Regions from separate parts of the Ovis aries genome. Here region 2 is linked to region 1. Evidence: chromatin contacts called from public Hi-C data. All regions are on one chromosome and are shown on one strand. Each heading gives the region's core, a stretch centred on a gene start, on an enhancer-like site or on the middle of the called end of the contact. The rest is flanking DNA. Distances are from core to core; before and after follow the strand shown. Region 1 overlaps PLEKHA2 (pleckstrin homology domain containing A2). Region 2 overlaps PLEKHA2 (pleckstrin homology domain containing A2).

Evidence for each region. Hi-C and Micro-C count contacts between places; a contact is called where the count stands out from the background.
Region 2: a contact with region 1 is called in a Hi-C map of liver, with 1.8 times the contacts expected there. The contact joins two enhancer-like sites. A contact is called at or near these places in 7 of 16 Hi-C or Micro-C datasets (blood, hypothalamus, liver and 3 more).

What each region holds. Positions count from the first base shown.
Region 1 is chr26:33,111,334-33,117,800 of ARS-UI_Ramb_v3.0, forward strand. All of the region lies in intron 1 of PLEKHA2 (pleckstrin homology domain containing A2), which reads left to right. Among named protein-coding and RNA genes, the nearest start is that of PLEKHA2, 22 kb to the left of the region's middle. Within about 2 kb of position 3,763, at least 13 of the 54 cell types and tissues checked have an H3K27ac peak or open chromatin away from gene starts, as enhancers often do. A contact at or near this core is called in liver, where this site is marked.
Region 2 is chr26:33,166,305-33,172,771 of ARS-UI_Ramb_v3.0, forward strand. It overlaps PLEKHA2 (pleckstrin homology domain containing A2), which reads left to right. Exons shown (of 12, transcript XM_042241519.1): 11 at 4,415-4,492; 12 at 4,930-6,467. The coding sequence ends at 5,292. Among named protein-coding and RNA genes, the nearest start is that of HTRA4, 5.8 kb to the right of the region's middle. Within about 2 kb of position 3,612, at least 24 of the 54 cell types and tissues checked have an H3K27ac peak or open chromatin away from gene starts, as enhancers often do. A contact at or near this core is called in liver, where this site is marked.

The sequences.
Region 1 (6,467 bases), core at 2,513-5,012:
CTCTGATGTTGCCTTTGGACCTAAGTGCCCTTTGCCCTCTTTGTAAGCCCTGCTTTTTTTTTTTTTTAAATTAAGTCTCATATGGACAATATATAGCTGATACTTTATTTTTAAAATATTTTATTTATTTATTTTTGGCTGCACTGGGTTGCTGGGTGTGGGCTTTGTCGAGTTGCAGGGGGCAGAGGTTACCCTTTGTTGTGGTGCAGGCTTCTCATTGTGGTGGCTTTCCTTCTTGTGAAGCATCTAGAGCCCAGGCTCAGTAGTTGTAGTGTGCGGTTGGCCCGCAGCCTGTGGGGTCTTCCAGGACCAGGGATCGAACCCGTGTCCCCTGCATTGGCAGGTGGATTCTTAGCCTCTGGACCCCCAGGGAAGTCCTAAGCCCCGCTTTTGACAAGTGTGTGTGGCACTCCTACTGCTGGGAGACTCGCTCACTTCACAGGTGGGTGGGTGATCACCTGGGTATGGATCAAGAAGCCACCTGCCCTTTGGTGGAGAGTCTGCAACCCTTCTTTTCTTTTGCCATTGGTGCTTGCTTCTCTCTTCTGTATAAGGAAGTGGGGCCTGCAAATCCCGTCATGTCATCATAGTGTGCTGAACTGTTCTCAGCTCAGTATTTCCCCCCGAGGTTAAAATAAATACTGGAGATATGCTGCTTTTGGTTGGTGCGTGCTTGTGGAGCAATTCTGCAAAAAAATGAAAAGGGCGAAGCTTCAGCGCTATCACCCAAGCCCCTCTGAACAGCCTGCCTGCTGGCTTGCCTGATATTTGCTGTAAGTGCTGGGTCACTAAGGAGCCCAGATCAGCAGGGGGATGGTTTTCGGATGTGCATTCAGCTGGCGCTTTGTGGATCTCCGGTCTTCTTCGTGGGGCAGGTAGACAGGTGGGTGATGCCCCTCACATTAGATATTACTGTGGCCCCAGTGCAGTAAATATCTCTTTGGTTTCCCTGAAACTGTGGCGTTGCTTATTCCGGCTGACATAGTCCTGGCGTTTGGAAAAGATGGTCTGGGTGCTGGGACGCTGCTTTTCCCTGCCTCTTTCCTCCTCCACCACGAGCAGCTGTTGTTGTTCAGTTGCTCAGTCGTGTCTGACTCTTTGCAGCCCCATGGACTGCAGCACACCAGACTTCCCTGTCCTTTACTGTCTCCCAGAGTTTGCTCAAACTCATGTTCATCAAGTCAGTGATGTCATCCAACCACCTCATCCTCTGTCATCCCCTTCACCTCCTGCCCTCAATCTTTTCTGGCATCAGGGTCTTTTCCAGTGAGTCGGCTCTTTGCATCAGGTGGCCAAAGTGTTGGAGCTTCAGCGTCAGCATGAGTGAGCACTTGGGGCCGCCTTACTTTCAGTTTTCCGTGCATCTTGGTGAGCTGGAGAGGACTCCGGTGGTCCCATCTGTTAGGCTTTGGAAAGGAAGAGAGCAGAGCAAATATTGTAGTGCAACAGCAAGAGAAGACTGCTAGCTCTGTCTGATACAAGCTCATCACTGAGCCAGGGAATTGGCCATGGTGGGGCGATGGGGTAGGAGGGATGGGTCTCCACAGGCTGGTGGTTGGTGCGGTGGGGCAGTAACTGGAAGACTCCATTGACCTTTACTCTGAATCTTGGGTTGCTCTGCTCTCCCCTCCCCTGGTCCCTGCTGGTAAAACCATCCACCCTTTTGGGCTTTATAACTTCTCTCTCTCCTGGACGCCTTTTCTTTACCCTTGACCCCCATTGATTAAATTGATGTGCAGAAGATTAAAGACTGAATTGGGCTCTTTCTTCCGGGGAGGTGGGGGAGATCCACGCCTGCTGGGACAGGAGCTTCCAACATTGCCCAGGGCGGCAGGAGGCTTTCAGGTCTGGACCTTTGTGCCAGTAGAGGCCGGCCAGCTGAGATAAAGAGGATGGGAAATGAGGTCCCCTTCTCCTTGAGACACACGATAGTTAAAGGGCAAAGGTGAGGGCTTGCTCTCCCATCATTGCGGACTCCATTTGGCCATCCACTTGCAGAGAGCATCTATGATACCTCCCTCCTCACCCTCACCCCCACCCTCCCACCACACACCCTCCCCCACCAACCCGGGCTGAGCAAGAGGTGGCTCCAGAGTCCCTTTCCTGGCACCTGATTGCAGGCCTGGGTCTGTGAACCTGCTGGGTGACCTGGCCCACATGGATCCCATGGATCTCTTGCACTTTTTTCAATAACTTCTTGGAGAAATTTATAGGTGAGAAATATGATGGTTCTCCGAGGAGAACATTCAAATGAGACAGCTTGTTTGAATCCTTGTGAAAGATTCCAGCATCACTGCTTTCTCAGTGGGATTTGCTTACTGATATTGGAGGGCTGGAGTCAGTCTGGCAGCTGTCCGCCCTGTTTAAACTAGCGATGGGAATCATATACTGCTTGTTAGGCACTCCACATCTACCCAACCACACACACACACACACACACACACACACACACACACACACATATTTACCCAGTGCTTTGTCTTTACCAGACCTCCTGTTAAGCACTTTTCACACATTATTTCGTTTAATCCACACGGCAGCCTTTGAAGTCGGTACAGCAGTTCTCTCCATTTTGCACACGAGGAAACAGACCCCGGAAAGTTAAGTCTCATCTGTCTGGCTCTGAGACCCACGGTCTTTCCCTTTACCCCAGCACGTCGGTGAAGTCAGCACGCCCTCTTCTTGCAAGAGTTTCATCAGATGCACTCTAACCGACTGATCGCTGTCATCTGCACATCCTCTGGGCCACACCCAGCTCCTCCTCCTTCCCTGCTTCCCGGGATGGAGCCCAAGGCATTTAGACTAGCAGGCTTAGGCTGTTTGTACTCTCCCAGCACCTTGCGAAAGGCTAGTACCTGGGAGAAATAAGGATGCTCTCTTTGCTGCTACCATTAGGAAGCCCTACAGCGAAACTGAACTGTTGAATCTTCTAACTGAGGGACTGTCACATTCTGAAAGTGGAAAATCTCAGTTTCTATAGGCTATTTATAGCCCCCGCCCCCCACCCCTATCCCCTTGGCTGCTTCCAGTGCTGTGAATTCCCTGGGGTTAGGAACCTTGAGTCAAAGGCAGACCTTTGCTTCCTGCCAGCTCCATCCAGCAACAACATTTTCTCTGAACAGAGATGAGGCTGTTCAGAGAGATCATGAGTATGTCAAATATTTTGTCGTTTTCAGTATCAGTATTCAGTCATTTCTGCGTTTTCCCCAGCATTCCACCCCCCCCCCCCACCGAAAACTTTCCTTGAGTGTTTCTTGCCTCCATTCAGGGTTCTCGGGTCCACTGGGGACTGGGCACCTTTTCCTCCCCTCCCCATTCCTGTGGATGTCTGCATTCCTCAGCCTGTTCTTCCGCTGGGAACGTGTTCTCAGGACATTCCCTTCTCTCGCACATTATTCTCCAGCCTCAGACTATTTGGAATGTGCTCTTATGACAGTTTCAGAATGCAGTGATATTATAGCCATAGGAAATAGATGTTCCCACACTTTCAAAGTTGGACTCTTTGGCCCAGTCTCAGGGCTGGGTTGCCAAATAGATGTTGCTTGTGTTGTTTTTATTATTGCTGTTGTGTTTTAACTGGGCCCCTGAGTGTTGCTGGGCCCTCCAAAATGCACCCTAATGTAGGCTGGAGTATTGAAACACAGGCGACCTCTCTGATCGTCTGGCCCAGCGTTTTCTAACTCCACAGCCCAGTTCCTGTCTGCTCATTACAGCCCTTGCTGAGACCTCTGATGTCATTTCCTGATTCACTTTCTCCTGTAGAAGTTTAGCAATTTCCTGCGGTGTCCCTCTTGCTCACCACCGATGCTGCCGTCCCCAGCTCTATCCTGGAGGGTGACAAGACAGCACAAGAAACACCTTCCTGACTTTTTTTCTGAAGCAGAAACCTTGGAATTCCCTGTCCTGCTAACACCAAGTCACGTGAAAGAAAAATCTCCAAATGTACAAATGGATGAAAAATTTTTTTTTTTTTTTTCAGTTCTGAACTGCAGGAGATTATAGTGGATTATTTCATCCTGGGACCAGTACCGTTTAAGACTTTATCTCCGATATCACTTCTGTCGTTTGTATTTATCTCAGAAGTATCAGACCAATCAGGCAGATGACTTTCCCTTATTTCCCTCTATTTTTTTTTTTTTTCTGTATCTTCAAACCCATGATCTTAAAAATAAGACATCCAGTACACTAAGCCGGAGTTTTCATGACTTAATAGCTCTTTAGCTTTTCTTTAAAAACTCTGTTTATCCACCTTTTCATTCATTTGTCTAAACATTTAGCTTAAACACGTCAGTCTCATCTCCCAGAGTTCAAGAAGGAAAATTCCACTGGGTTGGGGGTGGGGGGTGGCCTTTGTTGGGGGTCCTTGCTTCCCTTCCCCAGAGCACTTGGTGGGCTGTGTCGCAGAGGTCACAGAGGCTGTATCATAGAGGCTGTGTCGCAGAGGGTGTAGCAGCAGCAGGAGCGAGGCACTGACTTGGCTGTGAATCTTCAGCTGACCCCCAGGACAGGGGCTCCTTTTATGAAGACCAGAGAGCAAAGAACCAAACCCACAAGGGAAAGAAAGAGCCTCTCTTAGAGGAGGTTGCAATAGGAAGTAAGAAACCCAACTAGGTTGGAGGGCGCCAAAGCCCTCTGGGTAGGTACCAAGCTTTTAAGCAGTTGTGATGGGTAGAATAGGGCTTTATTAGATTTAAGACTTTGAAACACCAAGAAGTCCCAAGAGAGCTATAATTTAAGCATGGTTTTGCTTCTTTATGGACTCTGGAGAATTGAGAAATTTTTTCTCAGCTTCAAAACTTCTGCACTGGGGATGGGGGTATGTGTGGAGTTAAATAGCTTTCCTCCCTGCTAAATAAAGTAACATGTACTTCCTGTATAAAAATTTGGAAAATATGAAAAACATACAGATGTAGATAAAATTTGCCCATAACCTATGGATAATAGCTGCTAATATTTTAGTGTCTGGATGTCAGTCTTTTTCTATCCAAATACAGAAATATAAAAACAATATTTAGAGGCCTTGGGTTCATATTCAAAATTGTGTTATTGTATCTTAAAGCTTATGGTGAGTTTTTTTCCTAATTTATTTAAAATTGTGTGAAAACATAGTTTTTTAAAGATTGTGCAGCATTTCCTTATGTGAATATCCTGTCACTTCTTATTACCTAATCATTGGAATGTTCAGGGTATTTCCAACTTTTTGTCACTATAAATTCAGTTGTAGTTGCTATCTTTAATTTTAATCTGTATTTGCATCTTTGTTTATTTACTTGGATGGAATGCTGGAAGTAGAATTATTGGGTCAGAGGGTATAAACTGTGCATTTTTGTTTCGTATTGCCCTCTTGTTTCATATTGCCAAGTTTCTTTCCAGAAAGGTTGCTACTCCTGTCCCGGGTGTGTGAAAATTCTAGGCAGTGTCCTCAAGTAGATGTCATGTGTTTCCGGCTTCAGCCTTCTTACTTTTCTTCCCCACTGGTGCATCAGTCTTCTGCTGGGACATGTTCTACTTTCTTGGGGTCTTGGTCCCAGTGATCTATTATATATATATATATTTTTTAAATTAAAAAATATTTATTTGTTTGGCCGTGCCAGGCCTTAGTTGCAGTGCCTGTCCTCTGGTTTCCTGATTAAGGATCGAACCCAGGACTCCTGCATTGGGAGTGTGGAGTCTGGACCACCAGGGAAGTCCTAGTTATCTGTTAGATATTAATGAGCCTGATGAAGATGTCAGTTGCCTCAGTTCCTAGGGGACGATTTTATTGGCTTGAATCTCCTCCTGTGACGGAGCCAAATGCCCTGGAAGGAGCAGTGGAGCGACGTTTGGGACAGGGGTGTTGCCCGATACGCTCATCTCATTGAAAGGTGGGCAGCCGTTGACTACTTCTCCTGACCTTTATTTCATCAGTGGGCAAGTGTTGGCCAGGAATTTCAGGTTAGGCCAGGTTGGCATTTAACTTATTTTCTGCTGCTGATCAGCAGGCAAACTCCACACAAAGTCCCTTTCTTTCTAAAAGTTTCACTTTTATCATGAATTAAATATTTAACATATTTTCACCTGCAGCACATACTTGGAAACTTACAAGACACCTAGATTATGTAAAACTTGTCTCTTTTACTTTTCATTATGAACCAGTGTTTTCTTACTTGGATTATGTGAAGCCATGTTTTGTTTTTTTTGACGTGTGTGTGTGTGTCTGTGTGTGTGTGTCTGTGTGAAAGGGAGAGAGAGGAAGAGAAATGGATTGTGTGCACACATAATTTTGATTTTCATTAAACAAAGTCTAGGAAGGAAGATGAAGCAGGAAGCAAACATGAGAAAATGTTCTGCCTCCCTGGCGTTGTTATATATTTAAACTAGCCACAGTTGAAAATAAGAACATTCAGTGTATGTAGGATTATAGCAGTGTAACAGTATGTTGCTGGCTGCAGTGTAAACAGATGAAATAATTTTAGAAAGTAATTTTG
Region 2 (6,467 bases), core at 2,362-4,861, 55 kb after region 1:
TCATCCTCTGTTGTCCCCTTCTCCTCCTGCCCTCAATGTTTCCCAGCGTCAGGGTCTTTTCTAATGAGTTGGCTGTTCGCATCAGGTGGCCAAAGTATCGGCCCAGGGAGAGGGAACAGCAAGCAGCATGTGAAAAAAAATGCCTAGAGGTGAAAGAGGCTCAGGTGCTGGAAAGCTGATATAGAGGGTCCTTGTTAAAAAGCTGTATTTTATCCTGGGGGTTAGGCCCTTGGAGGTTAAGCTGGGGCGGTGACCCAATCAGATCCACCTCTTAAAAATCCCATTTGCACAATGGCGTGTTTCAGAGCCTTGTTTTCCTCATTTGTAAAGGGGAGATGGTAGTCCTTGATCCTGGCCACTTCGATGGGACTCCAGACCCTGGCAATGAATGTCCTGGCTGGTGCGGTGTAGTGGCTTGGCAGTGTAGGGGACAGATAAGAAAAGGGTGAGACAGGAGCCAGCAGAGCAGTTGGGAGGCTATTTATTGTCATGGTTTCAGTGACAAGGGAGGGATAAGGAAGCCTGATATCGGATGGGTGAAGAGTGGAGAAATTTGAAGAGTCCTTTCCAGGACTTTCAAGTTGATTGGATGTGGGATGAAGAGAGAGACGGGAGGTGAAGACCCTGCCCAGATGTCTGGCTGGAGCCTCAGGGTGACGATGGCAGCCGTCACTGCAGAGGACGAACACACGGAAGGAGGGGCTGTTGAGGGCAAAGGGAAGCCTTGCTCAGGTGGTTGTGGTTCCTGCAAGATGTCCTAGGTGACCTGTTAGGACAGCCCCAGATGGATGGTGCCTAACACGGTGGTGGTGCTGAGTAAACATATGCCAGGTAAACGATGATGCCAGGTGAGGGTCTAGGACGGAGCTTTGGGTGGAGATAGTGACTTGGGAAACATAAACGCAGGCAAAAAGTGTTCAGAAGACACTGCATTGTTGGCAAGAGTGTCTGCAATTAACCAGAACCTTATCATCACTTCTGTCCTCCTTTTCCATCTGCTGTCGCATTTCTAGGGTAAAAGAACCCTCACATGGCCCTGAATAAATAAATGAGGGACTGGGCAAATCTGGGTATAGCAGCACACTCAGAAAGTTGGAGAAGAGTAGAGGTGAAAACTCTTTAAGAATATGTATTTATTCATTTATGAATAAACTCATTTATGTTATCACAAGTAACATTTCATGAAAAATAACTCTGTTTCTAAAACAGAGGAGCAACAGGAGTAGCTTTTTTTTTTTTTTTTTTTTTGTATTTTTGCAAATCTCTTTAATGGCTGGCTTATTGGAAGACAGCAGGGTTCTCAGATCTGCTTCTGCATTCAGTCTGGGGCCATATGTTGTTTTGATAGAAGAGTGTGAAGAAAATCTGGCCCCGCAGAGACATGTATTTGGGAAAAGGGGATATTTTAATCTCACAGATGATTGTGGTCAGTTTGGCCCTTTGAATGGATCATACATGGCAGGGCTGTATCTGAAGGTGGGATTTGCTCCTGGGGAGAGGGTAGGGGTTATTAGCTGTTGGGAATAGAATTAAGAAGGGCTGCCTAAAAATTCTGGGCAGTTGCAACAGAAGCAACCAGTAATATATATTGGAAGTCTCTTATTTTTTATTTTTGACTGCGAATGAGGACCTTAGGTCCCTGACCTGGGGACTGAACCTGTGCCCCCTGCAGTGGAAACCACTGGACCACCGAAGGAGGTTCTAGAAGCCTTTTATTGATGACCTGTTAGGATTCAGTGCTTAAAACTGTCGCATCTGTTATGACGCTAATAGCAGATCCTCAATCAGAGCTCATTGGACTGCAATAAAAATCAGTCTGCAGTGATTCATTCAATACCCTTTGTTCCTCTCACCTCAAAAACTGCCCTCAAGGACAGAAACCCTACTTTTTCTTTTGAACCAAGCACCAGAAGCATAGCACACTCTTAAGCAGACCTGTAAGAGGTGAAGGTATAAGCTTGGCACTTCCCTTCTTGTTCTGCTGAGTTTTTTCAGCCTTTTTTTTTCACTCTCTTAGTAATTCACCGTAGGGTGGGTGGATTTCAGCTCTGGTTTTTACCTCTGGTTCATGAAACTACCTTTGTGATGTGGTTTTAAGATATTTTCGAGTTTCTGATAAAAGCTAAGCACCGGCTTTCCATAAAAGATAGATATATACATATACTGTAATCTTCACATATAGTTTTGGAGGTTTCACTGAATTTCTGTCGCCCGTGGAGTCCAGTTCTTAAAACTACTAATAGAGATTTTAACTGTGAGCTCAATAACATAATATCCTATTTCTTCTCATGTGGGATCAATATCTGCCTTTTTATTTGAAAAATATTTTAAGCACTAGGATAATGTTTATCCAGAGAAAAGCAATATCTCAAAGGTGAGTTGAAATATAAGACAATTTTACTTTAAATGTCCAAACTATAGAAATAGAGGTGAGCATTAATGAATAACGTTATTTATACTAGAAATAATGATCAATATCTTTTCAAATAACCCAAGGAATCTGAGAGACTTCAAGAAATATAGAAATATGTACAGAAATCCTTAGGAAGGCTGAAAAGAATACCACAGGAAACAGGTAGGCAGTGAAGACCTGGTCAGCTTCCCATCTGTAAACCATTTTATGGAGCTGATAAATGAGCATATTAAGAAAAAGTATGTTATTTGATCCCAACAGTTTGATCCCTTTAGAATTATATGCAGTTTGAATGTGAAGAAAATGAAAAAAAAAGTTGTAGGGGAGAAAGCCACGAAATACATTTATAATATTGGAATTTAGGGCTTCATTTGAGTCCCTCATATAACAATAATAACAACAGCGATAACTAATATGAAGCCCTTTCTGTGTATCAGGCACTTTCAAACTGCTTTGGCTAAATGAGTTCATCTAATTTTTCCTAGTAGTTCTACTTGTGAAACAAGTCAGCTAGCCCTGCTGTACGTAAAATGCCTTCTGGAAGAATCTTGGAGACTGTCCTGGTTCTCTTTTTGGACTGGGGATGGGTTTCTTTTTCTGGTTGTCCAGTAACTGGGAAAAGTCCCGGGGAAAGAGGGAGCAGGTGGATTTGCGTGAGAAAGTCCTTCCACTGGGGCGCCCTTGCTGCCTGTCTTTGGCCCAGCGCACTGGGGTGTGAAACTGCTCCCCTTGTAAACGTCCTGCACACATCTAACCAGGGAGGGTTGGTTTGGCGTGACAGGAAGGGGTAGGCGGGCAAGTTTGAGGGTTTAAAAAAAATTAGTTGTGTATTACCTTGGTGTGTAATGCAAAGAGAAAGAAACCTTTTAGGGGTGGGGAGAGTGAGGGGTGTATGTGGAAACTTTTACAGGGCCAGCCTATGATTGCACTCACGTGTGCCCAGGCACGCACGTGCACACTGGTAATTTGGGGTGACTCTACCCGAGGAAAGTGCAGGGAGACAGGTGAACAAATGTAAGTTTCTGGATGTCAGGCCTTCAGTCTTGGTCCCAACTCTGTGCCTGATACCTTTTGCCAGGTGCCACACTGGATAAGGCTTCAGTAAACGTTTGCCAGGATCACTTGAGCTCAACCTGGTAAAGTGGGAAGGTACTGAGAATTCCTGGGGCTCCAACCTGCTGTGTCGCAGCCTGGGACTCTCCTTTCTTCACAGAGCCGCTGCTGCCCCCTTCTGGCGTTGCTTGGTATTTCTCGGGGGGAGTCCTTGGGCTACACTGAGCATTTTGCAGGATTTCAATTCCCCAACCAGGGATTGAACACTCACCCTCAGCAGTGGAAGTGCGGAGTCCTAACCACTGGACCACCAGGGAATGCCCAGGGCAAGAACTTTCTAAGGGCTCAGCAGTGCGGTACACATTGGTGAAACCAAGTGCTGCAAGTCTAGCAACTGTGGAGGCCTGGGTGGGCCTCAGGACAGACCCAGATCGTTTGTCTTTTGAGAGACAAACTGTCCCTGTTCCTAGAGAAGCTGCCTCTCTGGGAGATTTTGCAGAGGATTTGGTTTCAGTGGGATTGGAGCTGGAAGTGGGATTGTTTGTTCTGATAGCTATAGTAAAACAGAAAGATGACTGCTTTGGGTATCTGGGGAGTGGAATCAAAACCAGCCCTAAACTTTGGGCTCTGGTTTTCTGAACCTCATTTTTACTTTTCTGTGAAACAGGAGGTGAGGCCAGGTTGATCTTGTTCCACAGGGGGTGAGGGACTTCACCGCTAAGCTCTCCCTCTCTCACGACCACTGTCCACTTTATTGATAAGGTGACAGAGACAACTTTGCTGGGGGAAAACAGATATCCTCAGAAGTCTGAAAGCCACTTGGATGATCTCTGAGATCCCCTCCCGCTCCAATGGTGTGGTTTTCTGAACTTAAAATTGAGTTACAGACATGGAAGCTGAAGTCACAGTGCCGTTCGTGGCTCTGTAAGTGCCTTGGGTGTTTTGCAGGCGGACAGTCCGGAAGACATGCACAGCTGGATTAAGGAGATCGGGGCAGCTGTCCAGGCCCTCAAGTGCCACCCCAGAGTAAGTCACTTCCTTCCTGCTCACAGTCACTGTCAGCCTTGCGATGAGTTGTCCCGAGTGGGCGGGTTTTGGTGATGTAGGCAAGCAGCCCGGAGCCCAGATGCAGCAGAAGCTCCAAGCTGTCTTGTTTGTTTTTCTCTTTCCACTGATCTGGGTACAAATTTTTATTTCTGTTCAGTCATTGGAGGAGGTGAGGTAGAGTTGGATAGAGAACCAGGGCTTCTGATGTGTTCTACAGATCTCCCTGCCAGGCAGTCCTTGACACCTGCGGAGTGAATGCTGCCGCTGGACATATTTGATCTCTGTAGACATGTATCTCTGGGCCTGTGAGGAGGTGGTCCTGGGTGGAGGGCCTCTTCTTGGGCCTTTGGGATGAATATTGTTAGGAAACCCTTTACTTTTCTTTTTTTCCCCCCTCCCTCTTTTATTTTCCACAGGAGATGTCCTTTTCTCGGTCCATTTCTTTGACCCGCCCCGGAAGCTCCAGCCTCTCAGGGGGGCCCAACTCTATCTTGTGCAGAGGGCGAGCACCCGGGGAGGAGAGAAAGACCCTCTGCAAAGCCCCCTCCCTGGCCTCCTCCTGGCAGCCCTGGACACCCGTCCCCCAGGCCGGGGAAAAGCTGCTTCCCACCGAAGAGACTGCTGAGGACTCTTTGTTCACGCCTCGACTTGGGGAGAGCAGTACGTCTGGGGTGCTGCCCAGCTCCCGGATAAGACACCGATCAGAACCCCAGCACCCCAAGGAGAAGCCATTTGTGTTCAACCTTGATGACGAAAATATACGGACCTCTGATGTGTGATGAGGCGTGGTGCCTGGGAGGGAGGGGGTGGGCTCAGACAAGGGGCCGTGACTCAGTGTCTCCATCTGATGCAGGACAATCAGACACCTTCCCGGCACTTGCATCCCTCTGGAGTGGGAATCCAGCTGACTTTTTAAAGAAAATGAATGCAGTGTTTTTCATTTGGGAAGGTCACTAGGTTAGACCTGTAGGCTTGCTCAGTGTGCCTCTTGCTCGACTCTTCCACAGTCCACCTGGTGTGCAGAGGTTAGAAGTCCAGTTTCATTCCTAACCAATTTTTAGTTCCTTGTCTTTGTCTCAGCTTCTTCCCTTTGTTTTCAGGCCAGGCACAGAACCTTGAGGCCAGTCATCTGGTCTTATCCTATTCTTATACATTGGCGGAAGTTTGACTGTGAAGTGGGAGAGTGGTAACTAATCCAGCTGAAAGGGTAGGGGGGTGGTGGTGGTTAGGGGGGCGGGGGATCCAGGCTCCATCTTGGTCAGGATACATTCTAAGGGACGGTGTTAAAATCTGGGGGCTTGTGGGAGGCCCCAAATGTCAACCAGGGAGATTCCCCCCCCTCCCTCCAGGGGACTGCCATAAGGGAAGACATAGGGGCCTTTTGAAGGTATGGGGAAATAATTCAACCTGAGTGGATCAGCCAATTTTGAGAATTACTCTGTTCTCTTTGAGATGTTCTTTGACCCCGAATACTGCCACCATAAAAGACAGACCTCCCCGCCCCATTTCTGTGTCAGACCCTTAGGATGGGCTCATCAGTGTTCAGTGTTGAGAACGAAACAGACATTGCCCTTGATACGGTGTTAACTGAAATGTGTGGAAGGTTGATGAGCGTATGGTAATTCACTTGTGTGATCCATCAGATCTCTATCTTAGAGTTTGAGAGTTGCTGTAAAGCAGGTGCCAGGAAGAGATGGAGTTTAGTTCACCCAGCTAAAATGTTTTGATTCATGTTTTCCTGACAGAGGAAAAAGTCTCTTTTAGCAGAGACAGATTATCTCGGGTCCTTGCCTCTCAACTCTTCTTTCATGGGGTGTTACTAGTCTAGTTTTCAGTGTTGTACATGGTATACCTGGCAGATTTGATTTCTTTCTGTTCTTTGTGTCGCCTTTTGGATGATCCCTTGTGTCTATACTTGCATGATGATACCTCATCGTCTGATGAGGTTCTGTGT